Linked DNA regions of Bos taurus: region 1 is linked to region 2. The links are chromatin contacts, called in public Hi-C maps. All regions are on one chromosome and are shown on one strand. The core of a region is the stretch at or near the end of the contact, and the rest is flanking DNA. Distances in the headings are between cores, read along the strand shown.

What was found. A called contact is a pair of places that touch in the nucleus more often than the background predicts.
Region 1: a Hi-C map of an unstated tissue shows a contact between it and region 2, with 8 times the contacts expected there. The contact joins the enhancer-like site here to the promoter of ECHDC3 in region 2. A contact is called at or near these places in 4 of 11 Hi-C or Micro-C datasets (liver, skeletal muscle and an unstated tissue).

The regions. Positions count from the first base shown.
Region 1 is chr13:12,739,246-12,746,236 of ARS-UCD2.0, reverse strand. USP6NL (USP6 N-terminal like) reads right to left here. Exons shown (of 14, transcript NM_001192695.2): 5 at 650-730. Among named protein-coding and RNA genes, the nearest start is that of USP6NL, 24 kb to the right of the region's middle. Within about 2 kb of position 3,651, at least 5 of the 102 cell types and tissues checked have an H3K27ac peak or open chromatin away from gene starts, as enhancers often do.
Region 2 is chr13:12,531,244-12,538,408 of ARS-UCD2.0, reverse strand. ECHDC3 (enoyl-CoA hydratase domain containing 3) reads left to right here and starts at 5,112. Exons shown (of 5, transcript NM_001193156.1): 1 at 5,112-5,281. The coding sequence starts at 5,112. It overlaps LOC132346865 (basic proline-rich protein-like), which reads right to left and starts at 5,113. Exons shown (of 1, transcript XM_059892866.1): 1 at 4,688-5,113. The coding sequence starts at 5,113. The coding sequence ends at 4,688.

The DNA.
Region 1 (6,991 bases), core at 2,402-4,901, 210 kb before region 2:
AGCCACAGTCAGCGGGAAGCTGGCACCACAGCAGGCAGAGGAGGGAGATGGAAAGACACAAAATCACCAGCAGCAATGTAACTAAGCAGCCGAATTCCGTCACCCCTGAAAGCCTGCCGACCTCTGCGCTGTCCACCGCGTCCTCTCAATTCCTGCAACCAGTCTAAACTGGGCATTCTGTGACAGCACAGAGACTCCTAATTTAATGCATTCCACTCAGAAGCTTCCCTGATAACTCAGCTGGCAAAAAATCTGCTTACAATGCAGGAGACCCCGGTTCAATTCCTGGTTTGGGAAGATCCGCTGGCGAATGGATAGGATACCCACTCTGGTATTCTTGGGCTTCCCTGTGGTTCAGCTGGTAAAGAATTTGCCTGCAATGCAGGAGACCTGGCTTTGATCCCTGGATTGAGAAGATCCCATGGGGAAGGGAAAGGCTACCCACTCCAGTATTCTGGCCTGGAGAATTCCATTGATTGTATAGTCCATGTGGTTGCAAAGAGTCGGACACGACTGAGCGACTTTCACTTCACTCACTCAAATTAAAATTAAAAAAAAATTTTTAAGAATATGCATGTTATATTCTTATCATGAGAGAGGAAATTTTACTGGGAAAATCCACTTCATAAGGAAGTAATATTTTAATTACCTTTTCAGTGTTCTTGTATTTTTCCCATCCTTTTAGCATTTTCAACCATTTAGTAGTTCTTTCAATTTCCAGGTGCTTTTGCTAAAAATAAAATTGAAATTTATTGTTATTGTTTGTTTCAGACTTCTTTTACTTAACAAATTACCAAAAAATGTCAAGGAAAATGCTGCTGAAAAAAGAACTACAAAAAAGTTATGCAACATTGGACAGCAAATATCTTAACTTTTTAAAAAATAGTTGGACACTTGATTACTGCTGTATCAAGAGTATGCTCTTGCTTAAGTTAAAATACACAGGAGAGACAGGTAAAGAGAGAGGAGTCACTCAGATTTTCTAACATTTCAAATTAATCTAACTCTGGGTATTTTCCCTGGAGAAGGGCAGGGCAACCCACTCCAGTATTCTTGCCTGGAGAATCCCCATGGATAGAGGAGCCTGGCGGGCTACAGTCCATGGGGTCGCAAAGAATCGGACATGACTGAGCGACTAAGCACTTGGTATTTTACAAAGTTAGGCCAAAAGGAAATTTTAAAATATTTTGAAATATCTTTATGAAGCAACAAAAAACACAACTTCAAAATTCCATTCTCTTCTTTAACATTTTACTGAATTGTGGCATTTTAATTCCTTCCGTGACAAAGGTGTTTTTTATAAAGGAGAACTGGATATTATTGGGAGATCATTACATAACTAGCATTATGCTAGTGAAAACTGTACAAAGTAAGTAACTGTTGCTGCCCTTGGGAAAGTTCACCATCTGCTCAAGGGCCCCTGACACGGAACATGCAGTGCTGGGCCTAGAGGCAGAGAGCGCGACTCAAATCCTATGGAGGGAGCAATGCCACCCACCCAGGACGGCAGAGAAGGCACCCTGAGTGCAGAGCTGGAAGACTGTTCGGGTTTTTATCCAGTGCAAAATTCCGAGAAGCGCGGGCAGATATACTTCTCAGACAATGCAGCACCACAGGGGCTAAAAAAGGATGCTTCCAGAGCTGAGGCTGAACACACGGTCGGTCGTCTCCACTGTCACTAAACTAAGATTCTGGGCAAAGCTGGGAATGGGGTGGAGAGGGTTAAGGGAAGAGGGGAGATGGAAGAGAAAAAGCTTCTCCCTCACTCTGGTTTCCAGGAGAAGGGATTTTTTTCCTAAGTCCTCCAGCCTGCCCTCCAATCTCTTATTAACTCTCATGGTGGTAGAGTGACTTACCTGACTGGTACATTCAGAAAAAAAGACCTGGGTGTACAGCCCTCCATTCCTTCCCTTTGCAGGCCCAGCCTACACTCAGAAAGCACATGTGGGTGGGCCGAGCGGGGAAGCGAGTCTCTCTCCAGGGCCACCCCCCCACCTCCGCTGCTGCGCACCTGATCTCCTTCCCCCAGCGGCACCTCCCTGCACGAAGGCCAAGGTGCCTGTGGCCTCTGACTGCCTGGGAAAGAGCCGCAGGGTCCACACCTAGTGATCACGCTTTTGTGAGAACAAAACAACAGAATTCCTAGGAGCGAGCGAGCTGCTGCTGTTCTGTTAATTCTCCTCAGCGGCAGCATGTTCTTCCCCGAAGGCCTCTGTAAGTGTTTTAAGTGCATCTAAAGAGTGAAGGAAACAGAAGACCACACGGGAAAGAACAGTTCTGAAGGGACATTTTATGCTCAAAAACGTATGCTCGCTACACCCCTATGAGGTAGGCATAATTCTCCTCACTTCACAAATAAGGAGACAGAGGCCCAAAGGAGCCAACGGACTTCTCCACGTTCCCCTCTGGTCAGCTCAAAGCCAGGCTGTCTGGCCCCAGGACCTGCGTGCTGGGCCGTCACGTGCTAGGCCCTTACCTCCACCCAGTCCTGGCTCTCCTTGGGGGAATCTCAGCTCTTGGGCGAATCCAGCCCCAAATAGGCAGATGGCACAGGCCCACCATCGATATTTTTAGATGCAAGAGAACCGTAAAATCCCAAAGAAAATCCTCAATATGGAAAAGATTCTCACCACTCAGAATACTTTGACGCAATTTTTTTGGGGGGTGGGGGGATTATATCCTTAAAACTTTTTAATTACTTCTTTACTCTTCTAAAAATTTTGATGGCTTTTTCATAACCAAAGATGATCACTTGTGAGCAAAAGATACTCTGTTATGATTCTCATTTTTCAAAAGATTAAGCATATTCTTCATTATATTATTAGTGATAAAATGCTACAGATGGTTCCAGAAATATGTTTAATTTTAAACCTCAGCAGGGCATTGAAATCTAATTAATGTTTCTGCTGAACTTGACTTCAGAGAAGGCCAAGCTGTGAAAAATTAAGATGGATCTAAGGAGCCATTCAGTCACTTTACTGTTCTGCACTTCCTCCCCTGACTTCCTCAAAGCTCAATCCCTTTCTCCACCAACAAGAAAGCAGCAAATAATTCAAGCCAACCCAAGAGCATAATAACATATACTTTGCCAGGAAAAACCCTGCTCAGATCTAGCAGGTCTCCTGCTATCTTTCCTTTTTATGACTATTAAATTGTCAATAACTCACTTTAAGGAACAGCTATCCTTTTTTTAAAAAGGCACATTTTTGTATTCTAATGCTCATCATATATACAGAGATTATTTTAAATGCTTCACACTCTTACATGCAAGCATAAAACACACATGCACAATTTTAAGAACTATTAAGTATGCTTTTCTTTCCCCTACAGCAAAAAAGGAAAAATTTTGGGTAAAGCTCCCAGGCTGTAAAATTTTAAAATTATACACCAGTATAAAATTATACATTGGTATTCCATCGGGCTTAAGTGTTAACTCTGTAACACTGTCAGATCAACTATACCAGATTTGAATGCACTCATGAATCTGTAATAAGCGGATAAAATATACTTTATCAGCAAAGATGCTACAGCTTATCAACTCCAGAACACGTGTGATAAGTATGAACTTAAATGCTCTAGAAAAACAGGCTTGCCGTGGACTCACTGACACCAAGACGCTAGAACAAGAGCAGCAAGGTAGAACCGCACCTTGAGGTTCAGCAGACAGGTCAAACTCCACACAGCCAAAGCGAAAGTGAAAGTGAAGTCACTCAGTCGTGTCCAACTCTTGGCGACCCCATGGACTGTAGCCTACCAGGCACCTCCACCCATGGGATTCTCCAGGCAAGAGTACTGAAGTGGGGTGCCATTTCCTTCTCCAGGGGATCTTTCCAACCCAGGGATCAAACCCACGTCTCCCTCATTCCAGGCAGACTCTTTAACTGCTGAGCCACCAGGGAAGCTAAAAAAGGACACACACATCCAAAAGGACTTCCCTAAACAGGGTGCTGCTGCCCTTCCCTTCCCTGCTGTGAATGAACAGCACCACCAGCCACTGGATCAGCCTAAAACCTTAGCTTTTCAGTCTTCCATTTATCTTCCTTCTAGACCCAAACTGCACTTTGCTGGCCCCGCCCATGTCTCCGGCTTCCATCACGTCCTCTGCCTGTTCTGGGGGGTGGGAGTGGGGCAATGCTTATCCCTAGACAAGGGTAAGAACTCACAGGCAGCCCTGAGTGGCCTCAAGCCAGCCTCCACACTGCTGTGACCTTTTATGTGAGTCCCAGTTTAAAAAATCCTTCAACGACTACCCATTATCTACAAATAAAGTTCAAATGTCTACACAGATGGCTCTAACACAGGATGACACAAACTCACCTTCTAGTTTCCTGCTATTTTGATGACCTGGTCGTCATTCCCAACACACAATGTATTTTCATGCCTCTGCTAGCAATCTATACAAAACTGCTATTAAATAACTCTGTTGACTTTATACACAGACATCTTACTTTCTCTAATTTTTACTGAAACATTTCAAACCTGCAGAAAGTTGGAAGCCCAATGCACCATATACTTATATATGCTTCAGCAAAATCCATCAATTACTAACATTTTGCCAGATTTAATCTATTTATATTGGGGTGTTTTTTTTTCGAGGGGGGGGAGCTAATCTATTAGAAAATCACAGACATCATGAACACTCCAAATATTTACCTAAGAATAAGACACATTATCCTACATAATCATAGCACCACTATCACACTCCTTCAAGAAATTTAAAATTGGTTCATTATTTGATAATAAACCATCCATATATCAAACTCCCCACTAGTCTCAAAAGTGTCTGTACAGCTGTTTTTCTTTAGGTGGATGGAGAGAAGACATCTCTTTAGTTCCCTTTACTCTAGAACAGTCTCCTGGCCTTTGTCTTTCATGATGTTGATTCTTGAAGGGTATAGTCTGTACTATCTGACTTTGTCTAATTGTTTCCCTGAGATTTTGGTAGGAATACTACATAACAGATTTTGTGTCCTTATGGCATCCACTGGCAGCTCGTGCTGATCTGTACCATTATCTGTGATGTAACTTTTGATGCCTCGGTTAAGTGGTATTTGCCCAATTTCTCTGTTAACAGAGACATCCCCTTTTGTAACTAATATGTAATCTGGCTGGTGCACTTTAAGACAATGTGGACATCCTGCTCCTTAACAACTCTACTCAGTGGTCTTCTCATCCACTGTAATTTCTACCTGAATCAATTCTGATTCTGATGGTGGTAAAATGGTTTTTTACCTTTTTCATGTGTGTATGGTAAATTTTTTTTTTTTACCATTTTAGTGGGGTTTTTTCCCCTCTCATTCTTTCTATATTACCATCTGATATTTTCTATTAAAATGTTTTCCCTCCTGCGTCCCTCCCAATTTTTAATATCACTGTGGTGTAAAGATAATCTAGCCAAGGCTATGGTTTTTCCAGAAGTCATGTGTGGATTTGAGAGTTGGACTATAAAGAAAGCTGAGTGCCACAGAATTGATGCTAATGAACTGTGGTGGTAGAGAAGACTCCTGAGAGTCCCTTGGACTGCAAGGAGATCCAACCAGTTCATCCTAAAGGAAATCAGTCCTGAATATTCATTGCAAGGACTGATGTTGAAGCTGAAATTCCAATATTCTGGACAACTGATGTGAAGAACTGACTCATCTGAAAAGACCCTGACATGGGAAAGATTGAAGGCAGGAGGAGAAGGGGACAACAGAGGATGAAATAGTTGGATGGCATCACTGACTCAATGGACACAAGTTTGAGCAAACTCTGGGAGTTGGTGAAGGACAAGGAGGCCTGGTGTGCTGCAGTCCGTGGGGTCACAAAGTGTCAGACACGACTAAGCAACTGAACTGAACTGATGGTGTAAAGAACTATTTTATTCATTCGCTGTGTTATAATCCATTATTATCATCATTATTCCTTTTGAGGCTCGAGTCGTCCCAAATTTGGTTGGACTGCCTCTTACCTGGTTGTAGATTTTCCCTCTTCAAGTGGATCCTTTAGACATGCCCAATTTGGCACAAACTGATTCAGGTTCACTTTATACTTTTTCTAGGGTCTATACCCTAGACCTAGATCATCCATTTCTTTAAAGAAACAGGGGTACTTTTTCAGGGGGAATGGCTACTAGATGTGCTCATCATTGCAGTTTTTAAAATCACACAGGAGACCCCAGCACAAGAAAATTCTACTCCCCTGAGAATGTCAGGACAACACATATCAAAAGGAAAAACTTCCATTTGAAGCTTGCAGTTTAATACCTGATCATCTTAAATTGGCATCCCCTCTGAATCAAGACAGGCCCCTCACACTGGGGAAAGCAGGGTTTAAGGATTAAAAATGGGACCAATATCTTCTTTGTTGCCTCAATCTCTAGTGATCTGAGACTATACTTTAAGCCCATGCAGGACCAGTTGAACAGGAAGTACTTAACAACTGCTGCATCACCCACCCAGTATGGAGTAACCCTGTATTGGGTCCGACACTCCTCCTGCCCCTAACATGATCAATAACCAAGACAGTAAAGGCTAACCACACACACAATGCATGGATGAATATTAAACAGTCTTCTCTTCTACAATAATAAATCTTAGAACTTTACAGAAGTTCAAGTCTTCAGATGTTTTTTGAGTATTAGGATGTATGACTAAAGACAGTTGAGCCATGCCACGCACTCCTCGACCTCACCAGCAGAGGTCAGGAGAGGATAAGGAGTGCAAGAAGTAGACATGTATTTTGACAGAATGACATTGAAAAGTCATGTATTTCAAGTAAGATTTCACAACACATAAAATTAAGATATAATTTTAAAAATCTGAATAGGCTCCAATATTCCATTAAGCTATGCAAAATATCACTGCAAAAACGAATAGCTGAATCCAGGAAAATTCATAGTTTTACATATCCTTTCCTCCTTATTAAAAGCATCAATAAGCTCAAAGAAACAATATAATCCATTATTAATAGTGTTCTCTGCAGAGTAAATATAAGTGTGTTTGTTTATTTG
Region 2 (7,165 bases), core at 3,863-6,362:
ACAACCTCTCAAATGTAGATCTTTCTATAGGCTCCCTCATATTTGCATACTGCTGCTGCTAAGTTGCTTCAGTCCTGTCCGACTCTGTGTGACCCCATAGACGGCAGCCCACCAGGCTCCCCCGTCCCTGAGACTCTCCAGGCAAGAACACTGGAGTGGGTTGCCATTTCCTTCTCCAATGCATGAAAGTGAAAAGTGAAAAGGAAGTCGCTCAGTGGTGCCCGACTCTTCGCGATCCCATGGACTGCAGCCTACCTGGCTCCTCCATCCACGGGATTTTCCAGGCAAGAGTACTGGAGTGGGGCGCCATCGCCTTCTCCGCATATTTGCATAAGTATCCACTTAAATCTGTACTATTATCATACGCAAATTACTGTCTCTAGGTTCATGGCCCCCTAATTTATGAGCATGTGGACAACTGAACTAGAATCTTTTTGGTTTATATCCTTATAACCTTGGCCTTTTACCTCAGTAAATTTTTGTTGAAAATAAATAGCTAAGCATTGAGTTGTGCGATCTCATATCACACATATATGTACACGCATACATTACATGTGTATCATGGAAGGTGGCGACAGCAAACAGGTACAGGGCACTATCCAGATGCCAGACAGGGGTCTAAGTTTTTCACATGTATTCACCCACTTGTGAGGCAGGTGGCGCTATTATCACCATTTAGTAGGCGGAGAAATAGAGGGGCTCAGTGAGATGCTCTACTTCCAGTCAAGCAAACCTGCCTCCATTCTCCCGCCCCTTAAATACCTGATTAAACCACTGCTGCTGAGGCGATCCGGAGAAGGCAATGGCACCCCACTCCAGTACTCTTGCCTGGAGAATCCCAGGGACGGGGTAGCCTGGTGGGCTGCTGTCTATGGGGTTGCACAGAGTCGGACACGACTGAAGCGACTTAGCAGCAGCAGCAGCAGCTGAGGGGATCTGGGATCTTCCGGCAGTAGACCACTCTGCACGGTGGAATGTTCCATCTGACCGAAGGTTAACCTGTTCCGTGCCACGATATCCACTGCTCTTTCTTTCTTTTTAAAGTACCTACTCCTCTTAACCTCCTCTGCTGTTGCAGGACTAATTATTGGGAGGTGTGACGCAGTTGCAGAAGGTGGGAAAGACAGGAACCGATGGTTCCTGCCCCTGCAATGCTCTGTTCAGGGACCGGAACAGTGTTGAGCTGCATGTCTCTTTCTGTTGCACCATTCAAGGGAGCAAACATTCAACGTGCCCCTCCTAAGTGAATCTTAGCCATCCAAAAGATCTCTATCAAGTCGACCAATAGAACCCTTTAACTTGGCAAGCTCACTCAAAACATCATCCATACACCCTCTTCGTCTGTTTGTACCACTTTTCCATAACTTTTACCTGCAGTTACTGAGTTCATTGGGTTAAAGCATCAGAGCAAACTCAAGAATTTGTACTAAATTAAATGGGGATAAAGGAAGCTCATTTCATCCATTCTCCCCACCCCACTTCGTTTCTAAATTAATTTTCACCCAGCTTGGGGCATGGATCTCTATGAAGAAGTTTTAGGTTTGCAAAAAGGCATTTGGATAATGACTGGTGGATTATAAATAAAATATAAAATAAAGCTGGGGCACTGAAAACCATCTGCAGCTGTGTGAAATGATGAACGTCTGAAATGTGTCTGGTTTGAGGGTGCTTGATCCTACCATGACTTTTTTGGGGGTGGGGAGGATGGACAAATTGGGGGAGAATGAGGGAGAAAAGCTAGAGCAGGGGATCAGTCAGGTGCCAGAGGAATCTCCGCTGAAACTAAGCCCCAGATCTTTCACATTGTACTCTGAACCACGTCAGTTCATGCCTATCTTCGAAGGGCCCGAAATCAATAAAAAAAGAAGTTCAAAAACTGCTCCTTAGGCAGCTGAAAATCTGCCCTTCACTTTTCTTTCCCTGTACCCTGAGGAGTTCTAAATCTTCCCTCATTCCAACATCAAGCCAGAGACACCAGGCTCCCCAGAACTGTCTTTTATTCTGTATTATTTCTACGACGTTCTGCCAAGCATCGGTGGGTCTTTAAAGGGACTGTAAAAAGGTAGCGAAGACACATCCGTTCGGCAAAGACATGTAGCACAGGCACGGCGCACATAAATCAAAGCCAGAAAGAAGCCCGCTAGCAGCCTGGAAATCAAATTGTGTCAGGGAGAAGGCCCGGGCGGAAAAATAGATTAGAAGGGCACTGAACAAGAGAGAAGAAAGACAGGCAGCCCCTACTAAAATTAATGAGAGGCAGAGGAGGCCCGGAGAAACAGCCTGACAGAAAAGATTCTTGCACTGCTTAAGGATGGACGAGCGTTTCAGCAAGTGTTATTGACTCCTGCATGAATAACACAATGGCTGTCCAGCGCCGCTTCCCAAAAACCAGGGCTGCTGCTGCTGCTCCTGCTTAGTCGAAAACCAGGGCTAGAGGCTCCAAAAGACATGAGGGGAGGAAGGAGACATGAAAGAGATGGGAGAGCAGGCACAGGAATTTAGATGAGCATGGAGACCTCCCTCACAGCCCATCCTTCAGGTGACCTCCAGCTCCCAGTCCCAACTTTGTGACTGCTCTGCTGATTTCGAGCAGGGCTACAAAACCTCTAAACTAGGTTAATGGTACCTGTCTCATAAGTGATCTTGAGGTGTCATAAGTAAAGGACCAAGTGCATGCACTGGCCCAGAATCAGGGCTTTGTATAGAGCGACTGTTAGTAAATTTTTTTTCTTAATATATATATTTTATTGAAGTACAGTTGACTTACTATGTTTAAACAATTTTTCTTTCTTTTTTTTTTTTTTTACAGTTCTCAAAGTCTTTTTCCCACTTCTCCTCCAGGAGGCTTCTGTGTACCCCTTTTTCAAGATCCCACATAAAGCCAGTTACCATCTTCCGGTTTTTCCTAGGTCCTACTTGTCCTAACCTTGCCCTCAAACCCAGGGGATCTTAATCTGGTCTCAAATTGGAGACTTGTTTTGATTCATCAGTGGCCTCCCAAATCAATCAATATCATGCCTGTTCTTTCCGACTTCCAAGGGCTAGGCTTTTACAAATCAAAAGCCAAGAATTGCCCTTGTGAGTCTCTGAGTTCTACCTGAATGGAACAAGGACCAAAGAAATGGGGTGAGGGTGCTGTTAGTAGAGATCTCAATTGATATTTCAAAATATTATTCTGTACAGAAGCGTTCTGAGCAATCATGAAGCTGAGAATTAAAGGGAGCCTCACTCAAAGGAATCCACCCTGTCTCTGTGCAAGTTCAGTGGCCCTGCTTGAGGATGCCTTTGTATAATTGTGATCCTTGCAGAATTTCAGTGTGAAAGCTCCTTATGTGTGTGTTGCTGCGAGGCGGGGGGGGGGGGGGGGGGGGGGCGGGGGGTGAGTAAGGGGAGGGGTCATCCTACAGACTAGGGGGGAGCCTTGAGGGCCAGACCTTCCCTTCCAAGGGTCACGCAAATCTCCAGAATCTGTGAATTCAATGAATACAGTTCAGTTCAGTTGCTCAGTCGTGTCCGACTCTTGGCGACACCATGAATCGCAGCACGCCAGGCCTCCCTGTCCATCACCAACTCCCGGAGTTCACTCAGACTCACGTCCATCGAGTCAGTGATGCCATCCAGCCATCTCATCCTCTGTCGTCCCCTTCTCCTCCTGCCCCCAATCCCTCCCAGCATCAGAGTCTTTTCCAATGAGTCAGCTCTTCGCATGAGGTGGCCAAAGTACTGGAGTTTCAGCTTTAGCATCATTCCTTCCAAAGAACACCCAGGACTGATCTCCTTTAGAATGGACTGGTTGGGTCTCCTTGCAGTCCAAGGGACTCTCAAGAGTCTTCTCCAACACCACAGTTCAAAAGCATCAATTCTTCGGCACTCAGCTTTCCCTATAGTCCAACTCTCATATCCATACATGACCACTTGAAAAACCATAGTGACACCGGGACTCTTATCACACCTGAGCTTTCAGCCACAGGACTGCTGTCTGATGCCAGCCACCTGGAACCTGGTGGCTCCAGGAGAGGTGGCTCCCTCTCCTTCCTTGTGTGTGTGCTCCCTCGCTCAGTTCTGTCCAACTCTTTGCGACCCTGTGGACTGTAGCCTGCCAGGCTGCTCTGTCCATGGGATTCTCCAGGCAAAAATACTGGAGTGGGTTGCCGGCCCTCTTCCAGGGGATCCTCCCAACCCAGGGATCCAACCCACGTCTACTGCATCTCCTGCATTGGCAGGCGGATTCTTTACCCCTGTGTCACCTGGGAAGCCCCGATACTACTCGTGATGTTAGCCAAAGGCCTAGAAGCATTGAAATGCACCCTCCTTGGTGCACTGAAAAACCGCAAGATACAAATTAGATCCCACAGGTTCTCGATAAGAGAAGACACAGAGCATTCAAAAGCCAGTGCCTGAGTGGGACACAGGTCCTGTAGTGACCTGGGACCATCTGCAAGGCCTGGGATAGGATGAGTAGGATGAAGCAATTTGTTAAAAAAAAAAAAAAAAAGCAGTGTCCGGTAGCTCACATCATTCGCTCCCTGATGGCTCTCATTTTTCTTCTGATCTAGGCAAACCACCATGTTCTTGGTGTTGTAGCAAAAGGGAACAAGCCAACCCACGCCTCGCCTCCTTTAAACCCCTTCATCTGGCCTTGCTAAGGCAAACAAACCACAGAGCACGCCTGCAGGTTTTGAGTTGTTCACCCCAGGCCCGACCCTTCAAGTCCTCCGGGGACAGGGCGCCCCGGCCTCGGGGGCGGGGCGACACGAGGGGCGGGGTCAGAGGCGAGGTAGGGATTTCGAGGGCGGGGCGCCAAAGGCAAGGGGCGGGGCAAGGGCGGACGCGGCGCCAGAGGCAGTGTTACGGGGGCGGAGCCTCGGGGCGCAGCCGGAGGACTCGCGGCCCCCGCGCCGGACGGGGAGGGGCGGGGCGGAGGGGAAAGGCCTGGGGGGAAGAGTCGGGTCCCAGCTTGGGCCCCGGCTCCCCGATCCAGTTTTGCCCGCGGCCTGGAGCGATCGGAGCGCAGCGGCCCGGCCGGCACCCACGTCCATCGGAGCGCCCAGAGCCCGCGGACCCCGGCGTCGAGCTCAGCGGCGTCCGACTCCGGCGCGTCTCTAGCCGCCATGGCCGCGGCCGCGGGCCTGCGGGCCTTGGGAGCGAAGGGGTCGGGGTGGCTCCGGCGCGGTCCGTGGGCTCCGCTCACCACTGGCTTCTGCAGCGGGGGGCCGGCCGGGATCGGGCGGCCGGAGCCGGGGCCGCGACCCACCATCGCGCGGCAACAGGACGGCATCAGGTCAGCGGCCCGCCTGGGTGCGGGGCTGTTCCCCGGGGGGTGGCCAGCGGGACCCAGGAAGAGAGAGGGGCGCAGGAGGCTGGCTGCCAACCGTGCCACCCACGCAGAGTCCAGAGCGGCTCCGTCGGTGGTCAGCTCCGCCCGCCGCAGAGTCCAGTTTATCTATCGCAGTCCATCTGTTCGGCGGAGTGTCCGACGTGAAAAGAATCCGCGGATGCGGCGTTTACAGAGGTCCCTTGCCTGGGCTCAGTGGCCTCTGGGACCCTGCAGGATTCACACCGAGGATTTAAGTGGGGCTGCCTGCGACGGTGCCAGCACTGCCCCTAAACCCCAGAGCGAGTCGACCTCGCACTTGGACTCAGCGTGGGCAGCCTTGTGGGAGGCTCCTCCGCTGCTGTGCCTTTGAGAAAGCCCTTCATAGAGGGCTCTGGGCCTCACAAACTTGACGCGGCTCCAAGGCGCCGTCAGGCTTAGCGGAGCTGCTCCTCGGCCTGCAGCCAGAAGTGCCCACGTGGGGGCGGTAAATAAATAGGACGAAGGACACACTGCACTGAGCTCTGCCCTTTGGCTCAACAAGCCTAAACCTCTTTTACAAAAACAGACCTGGGCACACACTTGAAACTGGACGGTGGAGTGGTAAGGGCAGAAGGCCTTCAGCTCCATCCAGGCCTCACCTTGACGTTTGCCTGGCCCAAGCAAGAGTGCCGAGGAAGGCCTATCTGACATGTCTTGAGTATTTAGACCTTACAAATTAAGCAAACTGCAAGATAGGCCAATATATTTCCTTCTCTCCTGACAAGTAGGCAGTCCTAAAATCTGGTGTATGTGAGTGCTCAGTGCTCAGATGTGTCTGATTTTTTGCCACCCCATGGACTGTAGCCCAGCAGGCTCTTTGTCCATAGAATTTTCCAGGCAAGAATACTGGAGTGGGTTGCCACTTACTTCTCCAGGGGATCTTCCCTATCCAGGGATCGAACCCACATCCCCTGCATTAGGCAAGGTTTCTTTACCAGCTGAGCCAGCAGGGAAGCCCAAGATTTGGAAGGCTCTTTGAGTCCTCAGGCTCCAAGGAGCTCCCCTAAAGCAGTGGAGAGCACTCTTGGCCTGTAGCTTTGTTCTGTTCTTCCCACCCTGCCCTGGCACCCCTCACCTCTCCCCCACTCCGTCCTGATGCTCTGCTGGGGTCTTGGCACACAGGTCCCAGACATCCTGTGCAGCATGCCCACAGTATCTACTCCTTCACCCCCTACACTCAGCTGCTCACAACCACCCCGTAGGCCTTAGGGTGCCCCCTGCAGAGCCATGGAATTCCAGGGTTTCAGGTGACTGCAGTGGGGTGTGGAAGGGTGTGGGGATTTCCAGGTGCACACATCTCAACATCCCACTGGACTCCTTGCTTGCCAAGAGGGGTACCGCTGGAAGGGGGCCTGTCGGAGCAGAGTTCTCCAAAGTGCAGGGCCAGGGCAGGAGCCCTACTTGCCCATTTTTAAGGGCAAAGTAGGGCCCTTAAAAAACTGTTTCTTCAAATCTGGCCCATTTGGCATGGCAGCCAGATGACAGAAGATGTTTTTGATTATCCAGTGGATGTGTGTGTTCTCAGTCCCTCAGTCGTGTCCGACTCTGTGACCCCATGGGCTGTAGGCCATCAGGCTCCTCTGTCCCTGGGATTCTCTGGGCAAGAATGCCAGAGTAGGTTGCCATTTCCTCCTCCACAGGATCTTGCCAACCCAGGGAGCAAACCCACATCTCCAATGTCTTCTGCACTGCAGGTGGTTTTTTTTACCACTGAATCACTGGGGAGGCTCCCTGGTTCTCCAGAGGTAAAATAAACATAAATAAGAAAGGAGGATGTCAGGAATGGTTTAATAGGAAGGAAGGCAAGCC